Regions from separate parts of the Drosophila melanogaster genome. Here region 1 is linked to region 2. A link is a contact called in public Hi-C data. All regions are on one chromosome and are shown on one strand. The core of a region is the stretch at or near the end of the contact, and the rest is flanking DNA. Distances in the headings are between cores, read along the strand shown. Region 1 holds the start of CG12520. Region 2 holds the start of CG10943.

Region 1 (2,700 bases), core at 176-2,675, 40 kb before region 2:
TTCCCCTAATTGTATCAGTCTGCGAATTTATGGCCCCAACTATTAAATGTTCCAGCCGGAGCTCCTCCACTGCTGGTATTTTATGACCAATGCTCGGTAAAAGAAAATTGGAGAGGGCATGAGGTGTGCAAGGAGGGAGCATGGCCACCACGGTTACTAAAGGTGAGGGTTCAGCCAGCGCAGCATGTTATAAGAAATTCAATTATAAGAATTTTATAATGGTTTTTGCGTGGCCACAACTGCACTGCACTTTTTTTTTCAAAATCTTATCTTATCAGAGGTGACACATTTGAGATATGAGATATGATCTTAGTAAATGCAAAGTATGCAACTATCCAGAACAGCCAAGTTCGTGATTGATTTTGATATTCGGCTTTAGCGCTTCCACAGTTGTTTCCCAGAGAAACTTATCAATTTTCGCTCATAGCTCAAAATAAAAGATAAACTATACAAAATTGTTATGTGTGTGTGTTATATTTCTGATAAGCTATGACAAGTTTTCAAATTCGATTGATTTCGGACCAAAATCTGGTCCTCGTGGACGCCCTACATCACGAGTCGGAGATTTTTGTACCCCAGATATACAACAATGACATCGTACTGTGGAATATCATACGAGATCGTCGGTCGAATCCAAAAGTCGAATTTTGTGAAGAGCCTGTCCAGGGTCAAGGCAATGGTCAGATCTGCCAGCGCCCACAGATCCAACCTCGGATAACGACGGCGACGGCAGGTCTGGCCCCCTGGGCGGCGTCCATCGATGGCAGTCCATTTAGAAGAGTTGCGGAGGAAGGTTCCCGGTGTCCACTGTTTTCACTCAAGCTCATCTCGAATGGCAGCGTAGTGCTCGTAGAATGTAATGTCCACGAATCGGAGATCTTTCTACCGCAGATTTGCGGCCAGTACATAGCCATGAAACGCATCACCGGCCACGAACTTTTACTGCCATCCAAACCGAAGATCTCTGCCATCCAACCAGCTAAGACCAATTGTTTACGCATTCAACCGACTCGCTTCTTTTCAAAAACGACCAACTTGGATAATCAGGCAAAAAAACGAAGGAAGCGCAAAAGTCAAGAGCAAACCAATCACTCTGGAGCTGGGGATCAACGAACGTTGAAGTCCGTGAAACGATAACCCCATGGCAAATTCATATTATGTGTATCTCGAGTCGAGAATCAATTGTAAAATTCCCTGTACCAGACCATACGATCGCAATAGAATCCAAATCAAGAATATACTTACTTTAATTACATATAATCTATAAAATAGAATTTAGCTAGACAATTTTAGCTTTTTCTAGCTAACCGATCTATCCGCCTGATGGCGCCACTCAATACAAAGCTTCATACTTTCAATCAGCTGATGAAGCTTTTTTTTTCACGAAACAATCCATTCCATTGGCATAGGTCAGTATGTGGTATACCCGGTAAAACTGGTTGTCTAACCAATTGCTGACTAGAACGTATCTAATCTGAGGGAAAATAACAATATTACTCATAACATAACATAACTTTCGACGCGTCTTGGGCTTGCGATTGATTAGAATGGATATTCGTATACAGTGTTTTTTCAATTGTTTCCGTAATGGGTCTCGCAAATATAGAAGAGCTCTACAACGACTGTCTATACCATATATTTGACTTTTTGACCACTGAAGATCGCATTATTTTCGCACAAGTATGCCATAGATTTCGTCAGCTTTTTATAAATCATTGTGCTGCTAAATACCGCGTGTATACCCTCGATAAAGACAGTTCACGACTTGAACTGATACAATTTTGTATTTGTCGCGAGACAGTAGAGTGCTTGACCATTGACCTGGATCACTTCGATACGGCTAGATGTTATAGAACCTATGGATGTGAAACTCCAGAAAACTGTTTTCAAATTCTCTGCCAGACTTTGGCCGGTATGCTAAGGCTAGAACATTTGGTAGTCAAGCAGGAATCGATGCTAGTTACACCGATTCAAAAGCCATTCGATCAAATATTGACCGCCGTCAGACATTTGCCGAAGCTCAGAAGATTGGAAATTCGTGCTAGAGACGGTAAGAAAATATTATATTCCTTTCAATTCTGAATTCATTTCCTGAAACACATTTTTTCTAACAGCTAATTTTCGAACTATATAGACAGCAGCTTCGACCGTGTAAGCCAACTTTGCCATCTCGAAGAATTGCAGATGCTCGTCCCAAAAATTTCACTCGCAGCTCTGGTGAAATGTTGCAGGTCCAGTGGCAATCTTCGCAGTCTTCATTTGGGCTATGCCTGCATACAGAAGAATTTGAGCCACATAGTGCCGCATTGCAAGAACTTGAAGGTGCTCAAGTTTGGCATGCCCGCGAATTCTTCAGAATACGTGCAGCTGGCTAGGCTGCCGAAGCTGGGGGAACTATCCTACTTTGGCATTCGCAGAAGCGGCTCCTTTGAACCACTTCTCTCAGCTCTAGCTGCCAAATCTCAGTTGACACATCTGTCCATCGACGGAGGGAGTCTTACTATGCAGGAGACCTGCCAGTTGGTTCGCATCCAGAGCTTACGGCATTTCAAGGGCTTCTACTCAACGACTGACTGTGTGGAGATGCTGGGTTGTCTGGCCAATCTGGAGGAGCTATGCGTCTCGATATTCTGCCCAACGGATATTTCCAATAATCTTCTGCCAATCATTGCAAAATGCAAAAATCTAAAGCTTCTGCAA
Region 2 (2,700 bases), core at 140-2,639:
CTCAAGGGTGAACTGAAGTCGCAAACACTACTTTTTATTTGCAATTCAATTTAAAGACATTGCGAAAATGTAAAGCAAGTTGTATCAATATTAAGAATATTATAATAAATATCTAATAAACAGAAATAACATTGTTTCTTTAAAACTATAACACTAGAAGAAATACAATCATTCAATGAAGAAATGTTCTTTTATTGAATATTTCTAAAATATATTCCTAAATATTTTATAATAATTAAATAAAAGTATATATTAGAATGGCCAATTAAACGAGCCAATATACATTATCAAACTAATAATCGAAGAATTAGTATTATTGGAAGGTAAGAAGGTAAAAATAAAACTAAGTCCTGTTTTGGTTCTAGATAGTTCAATACTTTTGAATGATAACTTCAAGGGCCTAATCACTTCACTGCGGTTCATTGGCCCCGGATATGGACTATTTAATATTACCAAGGGTACTTGCCCCATAGTCATTGCTGCAGAAGGGGTTAATAGTCGACCAGGGACAATGACATTGCGTTGGAGGTGGAACCAAAAGCTGGCAGGACGAGGCCTAAATATATGTATATAGGCAAGGAGTGCAAACTTCAGCCAATCGATAAAAGTAGCTGCATATGCAATCGAGAGGGCCCGAAAACAGGGCCAAGCATTTCCGCTATCTATGTAAAGCAACGGATTCGAAGAGTGAGTGGAAGAGGAAGTGGGCGGGGCCATTGAGGGGCTGCGTATCCTGGTGCAGCAAAGTTTGCCTATCGTTTCCGCTTCGTCCTGAAACGAAAGTGTTGTCTACGATTTCCAGCACTTGCTTAAGAAACTTAAAAACGAAACGGGAAGGAGAAATAAAATAAATTTAATTGCCTACCTTGTTGATGTTGTTGTTGTTGTTGTTGAACCTGCTTGTCCTCTCGACTTAACCTGTTTTCCTGCCATTTTCTGACGCCAGCGAAATGGAAAATGATTTTACAACGGCCAACTGCCGAAAAGAACATGGAAAAGAATAAATTAATTCGTATTTGGCCGAAGCAATCGCCCCCGTTTTCCCAGACTTTATCTTTTGGTTTTCATTTCCAAGCGGATGCCGTCTAATTGATTCAATTTGTATTCATTTTACATGTTACCCACGATCTGGATTCGTAATTAATGAAAATCCAAAATTCTTATAAAAAATCATTTACATTTATATGATAAAATTGGGAAAGTGGAAAAGCTGTGAGATTGCAGGGCAAAAAAAATAATACTCAATCAATTCCGAGGTTTTGAGGCTATACCTTATCAAGTGTGCAATATTTAATCAAACTCCTGATTAGATTATTGTAAAGCAATGAGTAACACCAGGAGATATTCGATTATTATAGAAAAAAAACCTAAATGAACCTTTCAGTTCGCTTTTTCCTACCAACCAATGCGGTCTACATATTTTCTATCGCTATGAATTCAAGAAGTAAAAGCGCTATATTGCATTTAAGTTCAGATGACACAGAATCATTTTCGAAGGTATAAATAGTATTTCTTTTTGAAGAACATTAATTTTAGCATTTATCTTTTTAGGCGAATTATTGTGACTGCAACGATTTCGATGAACCGAAAATGAACTTAAAAATGGTACTTGAAAATAAGCTAAGAGACATGGAATTTAAATTGGCAATTGCCAACGAAAAGTTGGCCATATTTGACGATAAAATTAAGGACAAAAACGAGATAATTGAGGCCTTAAAAATGTCTAACAACCTTTATAAATCAGATTATAAGGATAGATTTGATGCTCAGGCAAGCATAATTGAAAAACTAGAGGAGGAATTGTCAACCTTAAGAAAAGCGAAGTTAAACTCTAGCCAAGATCTTGAGACAACCAAAAATAAATCAAAGTTAAGATCAACAATTTTTTTTTTTAAAGAAAGCGAAAAGGAAAAAAAGTTACTTATTTCTTCCCTCGAAGCGCAGATTAAAGAGAAGGCTAAAACGGAAATAGAAAACTCACAACTTATTAAGTCCTTAAAGTCTCAGATAGGCGACAATGATGTAAAGCTAAAGGACAAACAAGATCTTATAGCAACACTCGAAGCTCGTTTGAAAGAAAGCGATAGTAAAAATATTGAAAACGAACATATGATCCAATCTCTAAGCGTTAAAATGTGTAGGATAATTTCTGAAGAGAAAGAATATAAATCTCTTATAGCAACCCTCAAAAATCAGATAGGCCAAAAAAGCGAAACACTGGAAAAAAATAAAGGGATAATAACTTCACTCAAGGCTCAAATAAAGGAGAAAGATAAAATAAATGGTGAAAACTCAAAAGTTATAGCAAATCATAAGGCACAGATTAAAGAAAAAGATGACCAAATCACATATTTGGAATTGGGTCTAAATTTGGAAACTTGTAAAACGCGGGAAAAGGATGAGCTATTAAACGATCAAGCTGCTACCATAATGAAACTGCAATCTAATCAGGAGAGAGTGAAAGAAACCCATAAACTTATACCATCAGAGGGTCAACAAATTTCCAACGCTTTGTAAACAAATTTATTTAATAAAACATATATACTTTTATATCGCAAAGAAGAATGTTGTACATTTCAGCTTTATGTCAGCAAGGGGACGCCATCATGCGGGAATTTCAATGACGACGGTGCTGCCACCCTCGTGAAAAAAGGTCCTTTAAACCGCTATTCCCAAATACGTTTAAATATTTCCCCATTA

Evidence for each region. A called contact is a pair of places that touch in the nucleus more often than the background predicts.
Region 1: a contact with region 2 is called in a Hi-C map of the Kc167 cell line, with 1.7 times the contacts expected there. A contact is called at or near these places in 42 of 107 Hi-C or Micro-C datasets (the Clone 8 cell line, the D17-c3 cell line, the Kc167 cell line and 11 more) and 4 of 7 datasets of targeted methods (the Kc167 cell line and the S2 cell line).

Annotation. Positions count from the first base shown.
Region 1 is chr3L:12,901,462-12,904,161 of dm6, reverse strand. CG12520 reads left to right here and starts at 1,425. Exons shown (of 2, transcript NM_001300124.1): 1 at 1,425-2,050; 2 at 2,115-2,700. The coding sequence starts at 1,588. The coding sequence ends at 2,134. CG32117 reads left to right here and starts at 451. Exons shown (of 1, transcript NM_168528.2): 1 at 451-1,237. The coding sequence starts at 490. The coding sequence ends at 1,137.
Region 2 is chr3L:12,861,609-12,864,308 of dm6, reverse strand. CG10943 reads left to right here and starts at 1,389. Exons shown (of 2, transcript NM_140352.3): 1 at 1,389-1,497; 2 at 1,552-2,592. The coding sequence starts at 1,591. The coding sequence ends at 2,517.